Linked DNA regions of Mus musculus: region 2 is linked to region 1. The links are chromatin contacts, called in public promoter capture Hi-C maps. All regions are on one chromosome and are shown on one strand. The core of a region is the stretch at or near the end of the contact, and the rest is flanking DNA. Distances in the headings are between cores, read along the strand shown.

Region 1 (4,231 bases), core at 1,016-3,515:
TTTAATTAAAAAGGATTATACAGGGCGACATAAGGCGATTTTCATGAACGAATCACTGTACTTTGAACATATTCTCCCCATATTTCACTGCCCTCAGTTTCATTTAGACTTTCCTCTGACCTATCTTCTTATGTTATTACTTCTGCTCTCATTAGCCTTATATCCCTACTAGTTCCCGCCCCTCTTGACTCAGTGAGAGTCTTCTTAGATCACTCACGTTAAACTATCTCCCTATGAGTCACACAGTCTAGCAAGGAAAAAGCTTTTTTGCTTTTTTTGTTTTGTTTTGTTTTTGTTTTTGTTTGTTTGTTTGCTTTTGTTTTTCGAGACAGGGTTTCTCTGTGTAGCCCTGGCTGTCCTGGCACTCACTTTGTAGACCAGGCTGGCCTCGAACTCAGAAATCTGCCTTCCTCTGCCTCCCGAGTGCTGGGATTAAAGGCGTGTGCCACCAAGCCCGGCTGGGAAAAGCTTTTTAAGAACCCTTGACAAGAAGCTGAATCTCTCCCCACAGTACGGTGATTACATTCCTCTCTTAAAACCATAAAGAATGGCTTGGGGGTCAGAGTGGGACAATAAATACAATTGTACTTATAAGACGAGCAGCATTGTGTTTGCCTGCCAGGAAAGGGGTCCTGTAGAAATATCCTACAAAGAAATGACGGTCCTGGTCCTTCGAGTCAACGCTGCGCTCTTTGAGAAGGTTCTCCAAAGCCCGCACAAATTTCATACCAACAGGAGGAATCCCTTCTGTTCAAATTGATTGATGATCTCTCCCACAAGCTCCCGCTGGAGCCCACCAGGCCTGATGGTAATGAAGGTACACTCACCGTTGGTCATGTGTGCTGTGGTCTGGGAGGGACTGAATGTTGTGAAGACAGTCTCGGTGATGCTAACAGAGACCAACCCCACTCACTCTAAGCCTGTGACCATCCGAGGAGACTTTTGCATCCAAGTTGGTAAGAATGGTTCTGTAGAGAGCCCAGCTTGTGGTTTCAGCCCAAGGAGCTGGTGGACTTCAAGAGTTGTGCACAGGACTGGATCTATGAGTGACAGGAAGGCCCCTGCTTTGCCACCTTCTGACCCCTGTTCCCACAGGCAGGGGACCAGCAACTCTAGATATTTCTGGATCTTCCTTTGGCCTTTAGGGATCCTCTGGGAGCTGTGACTCCCTGTGTAGTGTTAAGTACCACTATTAGATTAAAATGTCTCATCGCCTGTGAAGAGAAGGAGGAGGAGAGGGAGGGGGAGGGGGAGGGGGAGGGGGGGGGACTCAATTTAGAAGAGAAACTAAATTGACAAGACCGAAGTGTTTAACCACCAGGCAACAGGGAGGGGTATGATGGATCCTTAGAATGACAGTTCACTGCTAAAACTCTTCCTTTCCCCATCCCCTATCTCCTTTCAGTCCTAGGGACAGAAGCCAGTGTCATGGGCAAGAGCTCTGTCACTGAGCTACATCCTAGCCTTGGAACCTCACTTTCTTTTAAAGGACTTTGAATGTCATTATCTTTCATTCTATCCATCTATCTGGATCTATATCTATCTATCTATCTATCTATCTATCATCCATCCATCCATTTATCAAGGGTGCCACACGGAGGTCAGAGGACCACTTGCAGGAGTCGATTTTTACTTTCCCTGGGATTAAAATCCCATCCCAGCTCAGATCCTAGGGCTTAAAGTCAAGTGATATAAGCCCCTGAAGTCATCTCCCCTAAGCCAGTTGAGTCTCAATTTCAATTTAAATCCAGGAATTCAATTCAGGATCATGTCCCTCACTAAGATGGACTATTAGGAAACTGGAAATGAGTGAACCATCCTCTAAGAATCAACTAGGTATTATCTCTGCTGTCCAGAATATTACAGTCTGCGAATTAATCCGCTTCAGTTAGCAACATCAGTAAACATTAAAAATAGGAAAGGACAGAAAAGGATCCTGTCTGGTCTTGCATTGTGCAAGGAGAATTCTATGCTAGAGCTGGGCTGGAGCACCAAGACCCAGAGGCTGGAAAATTCATGGGAGCTTCCTGGAAGAATGGATAAAACCGTCTCTCTCCCAATTCCGGAAGTATTTCTGCTGCAAACTCTCAAATTTAGCATCTAGGGATAATAAAGCTAAAAGCGGCGGAGAAGGGCACCCTCTGGCGACAATAGCAGGACACAGTGGGAGGAAGCAGCGCTAAGATGGAGTACCACCCCAAAACAAAGCTCCCTGGGAGCTGTAGTCGAGCCAGGTTGCCTGGGTGAGTGCAGTTTCCCGCCCTTAGTGATGTGGGGACCCAGCGAGATGGAGCTCACTTTAGGAAACAGCGGGGAGTCCCCCAAAGGACTAAGGTATTCCAGCCACACCCGACTAACGCTGCAAATATGTAGGAAAGAGAGTGAAGCAAGATATTTTTAATGAGTAGCCCTGTCTAGTAGTAGATCCCTCAAAGCACCAAGTGTGGGTAGGGGTTACATCCGGCACCCGGCAGTCAGGAGTCATTGGCCACGCACCCTTCGCCAGCGTCCATTCTGCCGAAAAGCAAGTTCTGGCCTTCTGCAGTTAATGCTTTTTTACCCATCAGCAAGATGCACCAAGATGAGACTTAGAGGTAGGTGGTCGTCGCTCTTAAATGTGGGTGGACGCAACTTTTGTTTTCCTGGGCTGTCCACTAGGGGCGCGTGGTGGACTCTGGGTCCTAAGCTATATATCTAGTCACTCTTTTATCCAGAACCCACCCTCAGCTCACTCAAAGGCTTTCAAAAACAGCTTTTTTTTTTTTTTACTTCCGGTTGTTTATTTGAGAAGGAATGCACCAGAAATTACAGAAACCTTTTTAATGTCCCACAACCTCTCAACTCTGTAAGTCTATTAACATGTTATTGTGTAATGGTCTCTCCCCCTCCCCAACCTCCCTGTGTTCCTCAGGTTTGGTGTTTTAAAATGACAGCTGATGTAGGAATTCCTCTCTGTGGAGATAGAGTGGACACAATGAATTTCTTTCTTCCCCCCCCTCCCCCTCCCTCGCCCTCTCCCTGCCCCCCTTCTCTCTCTCTCTCTCTCTCTCTCTCTCTCTCTCTCTCTCTCTTCTTTCTTTCTTTCTTTCTTTCTTTCTTTCTTTCTTTCTTCCTTCCTTCCTTCCTTCCTTCCTTCCTTCCTTCCTTCTTTCTTTCTTTCTTTCTTTCTTTCTTTCTTTCTTTCTTTCTTTCTTCTTTCTAAAATATTTTCTGGATTTAAATGTTGGTAAAGGAAGAAGAGAGGTAAACGTTAGAAGTAGGGACTGGGAATCTCAAATTAGGGTGCAGTTCAGAGATGAAGAAGGCACAATGAGGTATTTGTGTCCTCATGAGGAAAGTATTTGGGAGTGCTGAAAGCAAGCAGTGTAAATAGCATCAGGACAGCAACTGCTCAGGAGGCCATGCGCCTGAATCACACTTATACTTCAGTAAAATGTTAACAAAGACTCCGAGACAACAGAAGGAAAAATTAGAACACGTTGGCACCCTGAGAAGTGTGCTATTCAAAAGAGTAAGGCAGTGGCTGAAAAGACCATGCAGGAGGAGATAGGACCATCAAGATACTCTGAGCATGAAAAATACACAGGGTCATAGAACAAGGGTTAACAAACTGCCACCCGGAGGCCAGCTTGCTATTTGCTTCTATAAATGAAGTTTTATTGGATCAGGTGCTCTCTTACGCTGCAACAGCAGACTGGACTAGTTGCTCACAAAGCCAGAGAAAATATTTATTATTTGGCCCTTAACAGGGTCCAGAACATCATGATGGCCATGGTTCAAATTCCTGGGATGCTTGAAACATGAGGGCTAGTAACTACTCGTGACTGCTAAAGCAGGGACACACATGGTTGTTTGCTTTGCCGCTGTTTAAAAGAGTTCAGTAGTTTTCCTTTGAGATGTACTTTAATTTAACAATGAAAACGGTTCTAAAGTAAAGGGCTGTCTCTGGTCTTGCATTCTTCTAGAAGAATATCTGTATACTTGCTGCTGTCAGTTGCTTGTGCTAGAGAACATGGTAAACTCAGTTTTTAATGCTCAGAAGAAAATGATAAATATATGAGGATATCACCATTGTCAATCATCTGGGGATAGCTAGAGGAGACAAATGACCTTGATGGAGAGGTGCAATGACAGACTTTGTCTATGGCACTCGAGGGAACTTTGTGTGCTTCTACAAAGGGAGATGTTTACATCTCTACCCTGCTCAATTCTGAAAAAGGAACACACCAAT
Region 2 (4,231 bases), core at 1,257-3,756, 330 kb after region 1:
ACGCTCGCATCCACATACCCACCACCACACAGTAAGTGTTAGAAAATGGGAAAAAAAAAAAAAAACACTAAAAGAAAGGTCTTCAAACCAGTGACTGCCTATCTACCATCCCACCCCCAACTCACCACGTAGCTCAGGCTGGTCTCAGGCTAGGGAGTCTCCTTACTCAGACTCCCCAACTTTTCTCTTAGAGTCTAGTTACTGTTGTTGAAAACTATAATAAACTCTTTAAGATGGAGATCAGAGAAATAAATAAAATGTGGACTCAGGGAAATAAAACAAACGAAATAAGACACGGGTATCAGCCAATCTCAAGTTCATAAAATAATTTTCCTAGAAACTATAAAAAGTATGTAAAACAAAAACAAACAAACAAACAAAAAACGCAGATGCTTAATAACCGTCTAACAGCCATGGCCAAATCAAATCTGCTGGGCAATTCCCAAACTCCACACAACATTAACATTGCAAAATGTAAGCACTGGATTCACCCAGACGTGTTAAAGCGGTTCCCAACGTTTTAGAAACGAATGCATTGCAGAAAGGCTATGAAAACTATGAACAGAAAGATAAAAATTATAAGCAAAGACAGGCGAAGGAGTTATGCTGTTTTCCAAACATCAACCTTTTACAGAAATTGAAGCCCAATTTAATCATTTCCCAACCCAGAACAGTTAATTGATATGCAACAGGTACCCGTTTGAATCCGATCGCTCACTACCGTGGACTCTACTTACTTTGCTTTCTGCCATTTACAAGCTTCATTAAAGACACCCACAAAGAGGTAACCAGTTGAATGGAGTTAGGCTCAGATAAGGAAAAAAAACAACAACAACAAAACAAAACAAAACAAAACAACTCGTAATCTCTACCTACAAACTGACATCCCAGAATGTCAGGTGGGGAAGGTACCCTTTACAGTCTACCATTATATATACAAGTCTCAGGTTGTGAAACAACGCACTTTTTGGAGTTGTACAATTACAAACACTCAACTCGACCCACTCCAAGGGGAGGGGGGGAATCCACCTGCAATCCTCATTGGTCCACACCGTTCCGGCCCACATGGTGTCAGTGGGTGTTTCCCTCTACACCAGCCGTCTCACTGGCTGTGTGGAAACACTGTTTAATAGGCTGTGATTTGGGGGATTGTCAAACTCCACGCCTCCTTAAGCTTGCCAATGGGCCCTAGATACTGGCGGTTACTCTGCGATTCAAAGGGCAAACTGGTAGCCTGAGATGCACGCCCCAAAAGATGTGCTCGGAGAAGGGAGCAGTGAGCCCCGGGCTGTGCCAGCCCGCCCTCCTCCTAGTCCCAGACCCAAGATCAGTCGGGTTGTTTGCCCCACGGCCACCAATAACAGCGGGCAGTGCGTTCTCCCAGCCGCTACGGTGACCGAGGGAGCAGCTCCAGCTAGTGTCTGACCGACCCAGTAGGCGGATCGGACTAGACAGGCGCCACCGCGGGCCGCCACCTTGGACGCCCGACGCCTCTAGGGAGGACGCAGTCCAGAGCGGCACTCTGTCGCCCCCCTCGACCGCGGGCACCGGCGCTTCCCTGCCGGCAGGACTTACGCGGCCTGTTCTTCCTCCCGGAGTCCATCCTCCTCCGCAGCCGGCATTTCTTGGCCGGAGAATCATGCTGGGCGAACAGCGGCTGCGGCTGCAGCTCGGACGGGAGCTGGAAGCGTGGGGCCGGCGGGTCGCGGCTGCTGGCGGCCGACGGGTGGAAGCCGTTGTGCAGCAGCCCGTTCACGGCGGCCGCGGCGCCCTCGGGGGCCCCCGGGGACTGCAGGGCCGCGCGCTCGTGTTGCGCGCCGCGGTCGCCCATGCCCGGGACCGGCGGAGCGGTGCGCGGGCTCCGGCTCTGGCAGCCTCGCTGGAGGTCACGGTCGGCCGTTCCCCGATCTTCCGATCCACCCTGGGGCTTGCTCTCCCGCAGCCTCGGCGCCGCGGTCGGGAGCTGGTGGCCCCGGCGCTCCTCCCCTCCTCCCGTCGGCGTCCCCACGTCTTCGGCGAGCTGGGCCCCGCGCACCGGGCTTGCTGCTCTCGCCCGCAGCGTGTCGGCATCGCGCGCAGCTGCGGGAACCTCGGTGGACCCCGGCCGGGGAGCCCGCCTCCCCCTCATCCCAAGGCCGAGCCACTTCAAATGCGGCTTCCTCGCCTCCCAGACCTGTCCCCGCCACTGAGCATGCCCAGTCCTACCCGCCACCGCCACCGACGAGTTTCAACGTGCGGAATGAAGTTCTCGGGGTTTGCGAAGAGGAGATAGGCGGATGGGGCTTTGTGTGGCGGAGCGAGCCTAAAGGGTACTGGGTGAGGTAGGCACGAGACAGCCAGAAGCCTCGGGAGGAATGCCGGAGGAAGCCAGATATTTGCAGAGGTTTCAGGTTTGCTAATCCTATCCCCAGTGGGCTAGTACCTTCACAAGGTCACCCATGCTACATCCCCGCCCCACGAAAGTGTGTGAGCAGGCGCGCGTGCGTTAATGTGACCAAACTACTCCCAGGTCTGAAGGGAGGGAAGAGAACAATTATTTATAGAGAGGTAGGCAGCCTTGGAGAAGGAGGGGAGTGAAATTCCTTGGTTGGCACACTCACACAAACAGCATGTGTTCTCGAGTTGTCGTTTGCAGAGAGGAAACCTAGGAAGAGAGAGAAAGGACAGTGAAGGACAAAACTAGGCAGGAATAACCGGTGCTAGAAGAAACCAAGTAAACAGAACCGATCCCAAGCTATAAAAAGCGCATTCCTCACCCAGAAAAGACCGGCAGGGGACAATGCCCTGTTCTGTTATTTATGAAATAAAAAGTTGCCTTGGTTATGAGAAGGGGAACCAGCACCATGATAGCCCTCAGAGTTAGCCCCCAGTTCCCAGTTCCGATTCCCACTGACACTGAGCAAAAGACAAAGTCAGTACTTAACACACCTGTTATAGGCAGTGCCCAGCAAGCGGGACACATTTGGGTATTGGGGACTTCTTGAGGCCTTAGCTTTTGTGTCTGTCCAAAGGGGACTCTTGTGTGTCACAAAAGTACCTAATATAACCTTTGCACATAATAAATGCCCACAAGAGTCTAATGTAGACATTAAAGTCAGGCTGGGGATATAACAGTCAGACACTTCTTATCATGGGATTCTGTCCCTACGAAGGAATAGAGAGAACATAACGGCAGGCTATTGTTTCCAATGACTATGAATACAGCGGGCAGAGGCCAGGCCCCTCACTGAATTTGCACATCACCAAGCTCAAACTAAGCTCTTTGACCCTCTGAAAACATCTGTATTAAAGAGGTGAGAACCGAAGTCTCCAAAGGCCAGCTTCAACAACTTGAACTTCCCTCTACCTTAATCCTAGCAAAAGTGACCTGTGATTAGCCTACCCACCCCTTGAACTAAATCCTCCATGGGTCCAAAACTGGCATTAGCTGTGCCCGGGGTTTACATTTGGTTTGAGGATTTCTTCTGGCAGAGCCCTTCCCAAAATCAACAGGTTCAGAATCAATGAGGCCACTCTGTTTCATCCACCTGTCATTTCAAATCAGGAAACCAAGGCACAGAGACATAACTGAGACTAAGACCAAAACTAGAACTTAATCCCTGTTTCCCTGCTTCCTTGGGCTTATATGATTTGAGAAATTGCCTTAGGTAATCCAGCCTCAGCCCATCTGATTTTTGTCCAGTTCTGTACAACTTGCTCCTTCAGGCTTATAATCTCTCCCTATTCCTATAACCCTTTATACCTCCTTCTTCTGGCTACAAAATACACATAGCCTACCTAGTAACACAGCCCTGCATCCCAACTACTCGGGAGGCTAAACCTCCTGAGGAGGAAGACCTCAAATTGAAGTCCTGCCTTAACTACTTAGTTCAAGTCAGTTTTCGTTACGTAATGAAACCCTGTCTCAAAAAAAAAAAAAAAAAAATGCTGGAGAGATGCTGGAGATGTCTAGCATTTGGCTAGCATAAGGCTCTAGGTTCAGTCCCTAGTACTGTTAAAGTAAAATGCATGTGTTCCCTTATATCTTCATGATCATAGTAATGGGACATCAAAGATGAAGTGGAATAATATAAATGTGCAGTCACATTCCACTTGGTCCCTGTGTCTCCCCACTGCTCCGATAAGCAGTTAAGTGTGCCTTGCATACTCTGTTAAGGCTCACCAGCATTGTATTCTGAGGAAGCTCTGGATGCTCACTTGAAACTAAACAAGGGACTGTGATCTTAGGGCT

Evidence for each region. Capture Hi-C pulls out chosen DNA fragments and counts their contacts.
Region 2: a contact with region 1 is called in a promoter capture Hi-C map of liver. A contact is called at or near these places in 4 of 39 promoter capture datasets (the C10 cell line, embryonic stem cells and hippocampal neurons), 2 of 484 Hi-C or Micro-C datasets (CD8 T cells and cardiomyocytes), 3 of 130 datasets of targeted methods (the NIH/3T3 cell line, bone marrow-derived macrophages and effector CD8 T cells) and 3 of 9 other capture datasets (adipose tissue, liver and macrophages).

The regions. Positions count from the first base shown.
Region 1 is chr19:34,548,429-34,552,659 of GRCm38.p6, forward strand. It overlaps Ifit2 (interferon-induced protein with tetratricopeptide repeats 2), which reads left to right and starts at 2,266. Exons shown (of 3, transcript NM_008332.3): 1 at 2,266-2,594.
Region 2 is chr19:34,876,949-34,881,179 of GRCm38.p6, forward strand. Pank1 (pantothenate kinase 1) reads right to left here and starts at 2,507. Exons shown (of 7, transcript NM_001114339.2): 1 at 1,576-2,507. The coding sequence starts at 2,128.